Regions from separate parts of the Mus musculus genome. Here regions 2 and 3 are each linked to region 1. The links are chromatin contacts, called in public ChIA-PET and promoter capture Hi-C maps. All regions are on one chromosome and are shown on one strand. The core of a region is the stretch at or near the end of the contact, and the rest is flanking DNA. Distances in the headings are between cores, read along the strand shown.

The links. Promoter capture Hi-C pulls out the DNA fragments that hold promoters and counts their contacts. ChIA-PET counts read pairs in DNA pulled down with a chosen protein or histone mark.
Region 2: a contact with region 1 is called in an RNA polymerase II ChIA-PET map of memory CD8 T cells, with 28 read pairs. The contact joins the promoter of Izumo1r here to the promoter of Sesn3 in region 1.
Region 3: a promoter capture Hi-C map of hippocampal neurons shows a contact between it and region 1, with 3 times the contacts expected there. The contact joins the promoter of Gpr83 here to the promoter of Sesn3 in region 1. A contact is called at or near these places in 1 of 39 promoter capture datasets (hippocampal neurons) and 1 of 115 datasets of contacts at active chromatin or transcription factors (memory CD8 T cells).

The regions. Positions count from the first base shown.
Region 1 is chr9:14,274,683-14,277,770 of GRCm38.p6, forward strand. It overlaps Sesn3 (sestrin 3), which reads left to right and starts at 1,619. Exons shown (of 10, transcript NM_030261.4): 1 at 1,619-1,947. The coding sequence starts at 1,870.
Region 2 is chr9:14,902,178-14,905,265 of GRCm38.p6, forward strand. Izumo1r (IZUMO1 receptor, JUNO) reads right to left here and starts at 1,590. Exons shown (of 5, transcript NM_022888.3): 1 at 1,536-1,590; 2 at 206-346. The coding sequence starts at 343.
Region 3 is chr9:14,858,751-14,861,838 of GRCm38.p6, forward strand. Gpr83 (G protein-coupled receptor 83) reads left to right here and starts at 1,460. Exons shown (of 4, transcript NM_010287.3): 1 at 1,460-2,170. The coding sequence starts at 1,784.

The sequences.
Region 1 (3,088 bases), core at 369-2,868:
AGATTTTCATCTCCTTTGTTCTTTGTGTAGGCTTGTTTAAGGTGTAGGTCTCTAAAGAGATGGAGTGGAGACAGATGTTGAGTATGGAAGAGATTGGTAGTTTGAACAACAGTTTGGTCTAATGGCTTTGTTATGCTAACCGTGCAGGCTTCTCCAACAGCGCCTTCCCGATTTTACATCATAGTACACAAAATTCCTAACACAGGGTAGTATGTTAAATTAAAAACAATACAAGAAAAACAATACAAGTAAACCAGTGGGTCGGTTCTTTAAAACCATCTCCACAGATACATTCTACAAATTGCAGGCCTTCACAATTCCTGACACACTCGAGACCTTTAGAAAACGAGAAGCCGAGAATACAGATTAGGTTCTCAAGAGCGAAAACAGGTGATGTCATAGCACGCAGTGCGGTGTGGTCACCGCCAAGGCCGGCTGGGGAACTGCAGTTCTTGGGAGCTTGGTGCTCTGCGCCAGTAGCAGAAGCACCCTATCATGGGCTCCACGACACCGGTGAGCACCCTGAGCCAATCAGGTGCTCGCTTTGCACCGCCTTTGTTCTCACTGGGGAGCAGGCAGCCAGAGTCTGGTCTGCAGTCCGGGGTTGGTGTTTGGCCCCTCGGAGTACCTGGCTCTCTCACTCGCCTGGGTTGGGCATCTGGCCAGCCGGAGCTTTCCTCAGTGACTTATGCCTTCTGTCTCCAGAACATAGAAGCTAAACCCTGACTCACCGTTGTCAGTTTTGAGAGAGGAAGGTCCAGTCCAATCGTTTTAAATGGCAATTCGTACTCAAAACCTTCCATCACAGGCAGGGATTGTGCTCTGCAAGTTTCTAACCAGAGGCCTCCCACAGGATTTGTGTGTGTGTGTGTGTGTGTGTGTGTGTGTGTGTGTGTGTGTGTGTATCAATCTCTGACTTGTTCATGATAAACGAACTTTCTTTGCTGTGAGAACGATCGTCGGAGAGAGGGAAAAACCCCTAAACCAAAGATGTGTCTCCGGGTCTCCAACTCCAATAGCTGTGTAGACTTCTAACTCTACAGCCGTAGGTAGTTGGTCTTTCGTACCAGATTTACAGAGTGCATAAAGAACATAAAGTTCTTTGAGATCTGTGGGAGCAAAGTGCTGCAAGACCGCAGTCTTCCTCACAGCTATTAGATTTAGATCCATGGAGAGAAAGCTGAATCTCTGCCCCGGAGGAAGGAACGTTCTAGCGTCCACCCGGCCCACTCCCGAGAGATCAGGAAATGTTTAGCTAGGTCTCAGATCCTCTAGCGAGCTCTAGCTTCCAGCTATTTAATCTCACTCTCCATTCTGCACGGTTTTTGCAGAGAGGCGTGGCTTGTCCTGAGGGTGGCGCTAGAGTTCCTGATAATTTGCATACACCACACCTCCATTTCTCATTGGTAGATTGGAGTCCCTCCCACCCCACTACCTAACTAACCCAGGGTCACTCTTCAGCATCGAGCCTCGGAGATAAACTTAACTTGCCCGGAGATTCGTGTTGCTCTCGCCTCCCGCGATTGGCCGGAGCCACTCATTGGATGCGGGTGCAGAAGGGGGCGTTGCCGGTGCCGTCTGGTTGGCGGGAGGGGGCGGTGCCCAGCGCGGCTGCCCTGAAGGCGGCGGGCCTCGGGGGCGGGGCCGCACTGAGAAGCTGAGACGGCCGCGGCTGCTCGTCCTGGCTGGCGGGGCGGGGGTCTGGCGATGGGGGCGGGAGGAACAACGGGTCGCTGAGTGCCGCGGCTGCCGTCCCCGCCGAGCTCGCGCGGGCAGCCGCTGCGCCGTCGCTGCCGCCCGACCCCCTGAGAAGAGAACGTTGAAGCAGCCCTTCGCTAGCGGCCGCGGTGACAGCCCGGCTCCGGCGCGATGAACCGCGGTGGCAGCAGCGCGTCGGCCTCGGCCAACTACCTGCTCTGCACCAACTGCCGGAAAGTGCTGCGGAAGGTACGGCGCGGCCGCGTCCGGCGGCGAGGCGCTCCCCACGGTCCGGGTCCGGGCGGCGCTTGCGGGGGAGGGGGGACGAGAGGCAAAGTGTCCCCCCGCGGGTCCCTGCGCCCGGCCCCTGGGCTGCCGCCGGGTCTGCCCCGAGGCTGAAGGGATGCTGGGATGCTGGGAGGAACCGGCTCGGCTGGGGATGGAGGCTGGCCTGAAATCACAGCAACCAGTTTGGTCTGCAGGAGACTGGCTGCCTCTCCCCGGTGGCTGACTCTGGGGGGGTGTTTTCTTCGACTGGGTCGCTTCTGCCAGGCCTACGGTGCCTTGGCACCGCCTCTTGACATTCTCTTGGTGGGTCCCGAAAGGCACCATGAAGGCATCTTGAACTTTATACCCATAGGAAATGCTGTTCGATCTTCCAGCGCTTTCAGCTTGGGTTGGTGGAGGTGGAGGCTGAAGACGACTTGGGTTCGCCCTCCTTATCATCCCCCACCGCGATGTCGATCGAGAAAATCCGACCCAGGATTGGCTTATTGCTTTCCAGAGTGACTGATAGAAAGTTTACTCCAGTATTGTTTAGCTTACTTGGCTTAATCGCCCCGTGGGGGATGGGGATGCAGGGAGAGAAAGGATGACAAAATGTCCCTGTAGACGCAGAAGAGGTTTTAATAAGATCTGAATAGCCTCCTTGACTAATATAATCTGTTTCTTTTTTACACTCTTATTTTTACATTGCATGAAATGAAATCATTAGGTGAGGTGTTTCTGTTTGTCCAGCACCAATGAATTAAAATTGCTGAGCTGTGCATATTTGAGAGCTAAGATGAATATGGTGCCGTTTTTGTCAATTTTCCTATCTACAGTCAATTTAGGATTGCTCTTTATGTCCTAGGAAAAACAAGCAAGCACATAAATAAGCAAGCTCAAATATTTGCGCTCTTTGTCCAAAAACTGTTTTTCTTCCTCTGTGGGTCAGGCCAAGTGCCAATCAAAGTTGTTTTTCAAGCCTCTTTTCCCTGCCGTGGAGCTGGTTCTTCCCCCTCCTTTCTCCTATTTTATTTGAGAGCGTCAGGAAAGCAAAGGAATTGCAGGTTTGAAGTTAATCAAACAATTAAATACGCCTTAAATTGTGTTTATTGGATATGTTTCT
Region 2 (3,088 bases), core at 340-2,839, 630 kb after region 1:
ACGGTTAGCTAGCATAGCCTCTGGGATCACCACATGACCTGTTTCCCAAGCGGCCAGAACAGCTTAGTGGCAAAGCCCTAGATGGACCCCAAATTAAGGATCTAAATGATTAGGGGTGGTGGGGTACAGAGACCACCTGGTCTGTATTTCTTCTCAAATAATCCTAAGAAGCTGCCCTAGCCCCTGGGCCAGCGCTGCTCTGTACCTCCTGGTAGAGTTCGTCTTCTGGGCCAGGTTCTTGCTTGTGGCGCTTGGAATTCATGCAGACGCTGAGCAGTTTGTCCCCTGCCAAGGTGGGTAGGACTGCCCACAACCCCAAGAGGATCTGCCACCACTGTGCCATGACCTGCCACAGAGAGAAGCCCATGGTAAAGAGAACCTAGTCTTCTGAAAGACCAGGAAGGTAACACCCACCCCACTCCTGCCAACCACCAGGCACTGAAGAGGGAGGAGGGGCTCCAAGGCTTCCTTAGGTTGCTGAAATATTCTGGCTGCTCCTAGAACCTTCTGTGTAGAGCAGCATCACAGAATGTAGAGTAAGACTTGGATCTGGCACTCATTACAAACCATTGCAGGAATGTAGAAAGCAAACTGACCAACAGGGGAAAAGAGAAGAAAAAGAAAAACAAACAAACAAACAAACAGCAGCTCTGAAGAGGAGGCCAGGCAAGGAATGGATCTAAGCTGCTCACTTAGATACAGTTTGCTAGTTTGGTAATAATATGGATTCGAAGTTTAGAGCTTTAATCCCAGCCCACAGCCAGCCTCTTGGCCAAGTAACCAATTCCCAGTAAACAGATTCTCCTTATGGCAAAAGAACATGGTGGGGTGGGATGTCAAAGCCAGCTTTATCCATCACATGCCAACCCTAGTTCTATTCCCTAGGAAGGGTCCACACCAGCTCCTCAGAGTAGTTCATCCCCACCCTGACCCTTCAACCAATGAGCTTTCCTTAGCTCATTTCAACCAACCCCAGTCTATCTCAGAGACACCCTATGTGTCAGGCTGTAACAGACAGCCTAAGACCCCTGCTGGCCTCTCAGGGCTAGGGGCTGAGGAGACTTCCACCTTTAAGCCCTCATCCTAGCACAGGAACACGAAGGCTGGCTTGTACCTTGGTGTTTGCTGATACATTTCCAGTTCTCTTCTGGGTTGTACTGGCAATGGGGGGCGGTGGTGGAGAGGCTGGACAGAGAGATCGCCCCTCTGCTAGAACAAGGGCAAACCCGGCTTCAGGAGGGCTCCAGTCAGTCCTCACTGCCAGGACTTCATGGGTCTTACGTCACCTAGGCTTGCTGGGAGCCTGCCCTACACATCAGCAGTTTAGCCGGAGTAGTAGTCTACCTCAGGATGTCTGAGATGTGACTTAGAGACCCAGACTCTTCTGCAGAACCCATCCTGAACTCCAAACCCAAGACTGTTCTTCCACAGAGCCAGCTCCAAGTTTGCACAAAGAACAACTATTCTGAAAGACCGGGAAGGTAAGATGAAGAGAGGAAAGACACCAGCCCCCTCAGCATTGTCTTCAGATGTACCTTCAAGGCAGGGCCCTCCTGTTGCTCCTCCTGATGCCAAAGAGGTGAGCGGGCTGAGGGCGCTCCACCCACTGCCCTTTTATCAGCCTTCAGCTTCTATGAGCTACAGGTGTGGAGAGCCGCCAGTAGCTAGACCTGAGTAGCCTGCCTCCAAGAGAGAGAGAGAAACAAGACCTTGTGGTACCAGAGATCCCTGAAGTGGGTGGCAAGTTCAACTCTCAGCACTGCTTCTAACCTGTGAGAACTTGGAAATAACTTAGATTCTATCAGTCTGTTGCTCTGTAATGAGAGCTGTTGGCAGAATCTGTCCGGCGGGGTGGGGGGTGGGGGTGGGGTGAGAGGGATCATGAAAAGTTCACAGCCCAGGGATGTCTTAACAGTCCTTCATCTTTTGTTCTCAGAAGCTTCCTCGGGTCCCTTCCTCTGCTCAGACCCCTGGGGCCTCTGAGTAACAGAATCCTCCCACAGCATCCGGGTCTAGCTTAGCAGCACGCAGGTGCACAGACAGGCAGCTTGGCCAGCCAAGAATTTAAGCAACAATCAAAGCTGAAACAAAAGCCGCCCCTCAGGGCCACCAGGGGCAGCCTGCATTTGCACCCTGTGCCTGGTCTGATCGCTGCTCCAAAGGTCCCATTGGAGGTGATGCCCATAACTTTGCTTGTCTTTTATGTTCTGTCTCCAAAGGAAAAGTAGCCAAAAATCACTGAAATTTCATACAAAAAGTAGTAAATAAATAAAAACATTCCTTGTGATTTCCACCAAGGAAGACAAAGTACAGCACACGGTGTTCAGCTGCCAGTCAATGTACAAAGCACATTGATTTTGTGCAGGGAAAATAGCAGTTTCCATGCGTGGGTATGGAGTACTGAACATCCACGAGGACTAGTCACGGGGCTGGAGGCTAGGGCACTGGTACACAGTCTGGCTTACTGCCTGCAAGAATACCCCAAATGAGCACTCTCTTTTGTAGGGGATACTGAGGCTCGGACAGAGGTTGATGGAGCTAGAATCTGAGAAAGGCTTGTTTGACTCCATATTTAATGCTTATGAACCAGGTGAGGGGGATGCCCCCAGGACTGAGGGGTAGAAACTATCCAGATCTTTAAAAAAATTAAACGTCACAGTCAGACTTTGGGGGTGGGGGTGTGTTGGCTTTTCCGGAACAGAGCAGTAATGGTTATCAGCCCAACTTGCATGTCTGGTCTTCAACAGAGCTGAGACTCATTTCCTGAAGCCAGAGGCCAAATGGAAAGGCATTTCTGCTTCGAGGGTCTCTTTTGTATCGGTGTCCACAGGGACAGCAGAGGCAGGTACTCACGTCTGTCCTGTATAGACACCCAGGGAGCAACAAGTCTTGACAAGTAAGCGTTTTGGAACTGAACATTAAATTTAAAATGACTGTGGATGTGGCAAGAGCAAGAATCCAAAAATGAGTCACACGAGTCATTACTGGAATGGAAAAATGTCCTCCACAAGGAGGGAGAGAGATAAGGAGGACTCTCTTAGCCACCTCCAGGACAGAGCTATAGGAATTGTGTCAAAATTGCAGCCAG
Region 3 (3,088 bases), core at 210-2,709, 580 kb after region 1:
ATCCACCAGACATCGTCACCAGAGGTGCAGCAGGCTGCAGGAGCCAGAGAAGCACACAAATGCCCACCTTGAGAGCACAGCAGGCCAGACAGGAGCAGCAAAGAATTGGACTCCAGACTTTGGAACTAAATTCACAAACCAATGGTTGGTATATACCTTAGGACAGTTAGATTAGAGCTTGTTTCAGAGCAGGCACTGCAGGGGAGAACAGGTGTGTGCTGGGTGTGTACACACTGCGGTTGGCCTGTTCCTTTGCTTTTCCGGCTCCTGCTGTGTGGACTTGGACTCCCACTTTGCAACAAACTTACAGATCCATCAACTATAACTTAAAGATAGGTCATTTACAAGTCTGTGAAGGGCGTGGTGGGGAGGCAGGCAAAAGCAACAGAGATTGGAGCAGAGGAAAAAGAAATAGGAAATGGGGGACTTTTTTCTGTCCCCTGACCACTTGCTCAGCAGCATTTGGGTTGATTATCTAAGAGGTTGCTCACCAGGGTCAGATGACACACTAGATGTCTTAAGTCTGGCACTAGATGGAGCGGTCAGTGGCTCTGCAAGAGGCATCCAACAGGGGAACCAGGAGGTGGATAATGCAGTTCCCACGGAGGAATTGGGGCTTGTCTATCAATATAGGTATATACACAAGTAAAAAAGGGGGTCTATGCGAGGGACTGAAAGGGCAGGTGAGGAACAAGAGAGGGAAACCAAAGTTCACGTGACACGAAAGCAGGAAGAACTTTGACCAGAGGAAGGGGACCAGAAAGAGGAGTGATGGGAAGCCAGGATGAGGGTGGCTAAGAGGAAAGGACATATGCATCATGTGTATTCATGACACTCCCATGAAGAAACAAACCCCACTACTGTGTATGCTAACTGTAATTGTTTTAAAATGCAATTTAAAAATTCTCACTGGAGAATGGTGGGTCCAGAGATCCATGGCGGCAAAGCTACTGTTTCCAGAGTAGTGGACACAGAGTGGAGCTCTTTATTTCTTTTGCTTCTTGGATTTGTCAAGTGTTTGAAGGCTGTCAATAAAACAATAGACCTTTACTAAGCCCTCCAGTGAGTCTTAAGGTTTAGATGGAGAGGAAACATCCCAGGAACTACCCGGATCAGGAGCCACCTTACTGTAGGGAATGTGCGGAGGCTACAGTTCAGATGGAAGCCAACGTGGGATCCTCGGACTGCACAGACCCAGCCTTGCAGTGTGACTCCACACGGTCTCTAAGGGTGCTTGCACCTGTCTGCTGGCTTGCTGTACAGAAAGCTGGTGAGCGTGAGGGAGGGGGCTGCTGGAGTCTGGGCTGCAGCCGGGTAGCAGAGCCGGTGTGAGCTGCGCTGGGAACTGCGGTGCTGCGAGAGGGGAGCGGGGCAGCTGGAGCGGAGCGCGTCACGGGAGCGAAGAGACGCTGCACGGCCCTATAGGCGGAGACGCTCTGGCTCCAGCGGGAGCAGAGGTATAAAAGTGCTGCGAGCCGGGCGAGCGCCACCGAGGACCGAGGTGGGTGGCAGTCGGCACCATCAGGCTCCCTTGGCGTTTCGGAGTTTTCTCTGTGGTCCCGACTCTCCGGAGGATCTCGGTTGTCTCCCAAGTCGGAACCTGGCACGGTCCAGGTTCACTCGGAGGTCCGGGCTTCCTCTGTGCCCCGTGCCCCTCGCTCCCAGGCTCCCTCTGTGGTGTGGACTCCTCTAGCCCGGTGCGCTCAGCCCCTCGCACCCAGCCTCCAGGCACAGAGCCCGGCAGGGAGCTCAGCCCTTGTGCCTAGAGCTGCAGTGGCTGGACATGAAGGTTCCTCCTGTCCTGCTTCTCTTTCTTCTGTCCTCAGTGCGAGCTACTGAGCAACCGCAGGTCGTCACTGAGCATCCCAGCATGGAGGCAGCCCTGACCGGGCCCAACGCCTCCTCGCACTTCTGGGCCAACTACACTTTCTCTGACTGGCAGAACTTCGTGGGCAGGAGACGTTATGGGGCCGAGTCCCAGAACCCCACGGTGAAAGCACTGCTCATCGTGGCCTACTCATTCACCATCGTCTTCTCGCTCTTCGGTAATGTCCTGGTCTGTCATGTCATCTTCAAGAACCAGCGCATGCACTCGGCCACCAGCCTCTTCATTGTCAACCTGGCAGTGGCGGACATCATGATCACATTGCTCAACACGCCCTTCACTTTGGTAAGGAAAGGTCCTCCCGGGCTGTCTCTTCTCCTGAAGCATCTTTCTATCCTCGCTCCTTCTGACATTCTCTCTCTTCCAGGTCCTCCCCACCCTAGTCCTTCACCTGTTCTGCTTGGCCACCTCAGCCTTAGTTTGTGTTCCGGTCTAAATCCTGAGTCTCCTTTCTGTCCTGTCACTAATCAACCTTCCTTCCATCTCTCTCTCCCTCTTTCCTTTTTCTTTCATTCCCAAGCCAGAGTTTCTGCAGCTGGCAGCACTAATTCAATGAATCAAATGCCTGCAGTCGGCCCTAACAGACTGACCATTTCGTGTTTACCCTCCTTGCCACAGGTGTTTGGAAGTAGCAAACAGTAAATCAGGTCCCTGAAATGTTAGCAGAGGCTACTATCCTGAGCCTCTCTTCAGCGTGTGAAAAACCCACCTCCCACCCGGAGGGTGCTGCTGCTGGGTCTTTTGAGACAGCAACTGCTAGTTGCTGGAGTTTGAAATGTCTTTCTCTGTGCAAGTGGGCTAAGCTCTGTTCCCTCTGTGGCTTGTGCTGCGAGGGCTGGGACATTTGTGCAGGGGATGCAAGTGACTGCCTCTCTGGGCTTCTGCTATGTGGTGTTTACTGATGTTGTTTCTGTCCCTCAGTGACCAGGGAGCTCATGGATGGTTTGAAATTGAGGGTATGGCTGAGCAATCCAGTGCAGACAGCTCATCTCTACAGTGGAGTCATGCTCTTTTCAACTTAGGGAATAACTTGTTATTAAAGTTATTAGCCAAGCAGAATATCTCTCTATCTCCTATCTTTCCATCCACCCATCCATCCATCCATCCATCCATCCATCCATCCATCCATCCATCATCTATCTACCTCTCACACACAAACAATTGACAGACAAGATGACAGATCACTGTAAGTCCATTGGCCCA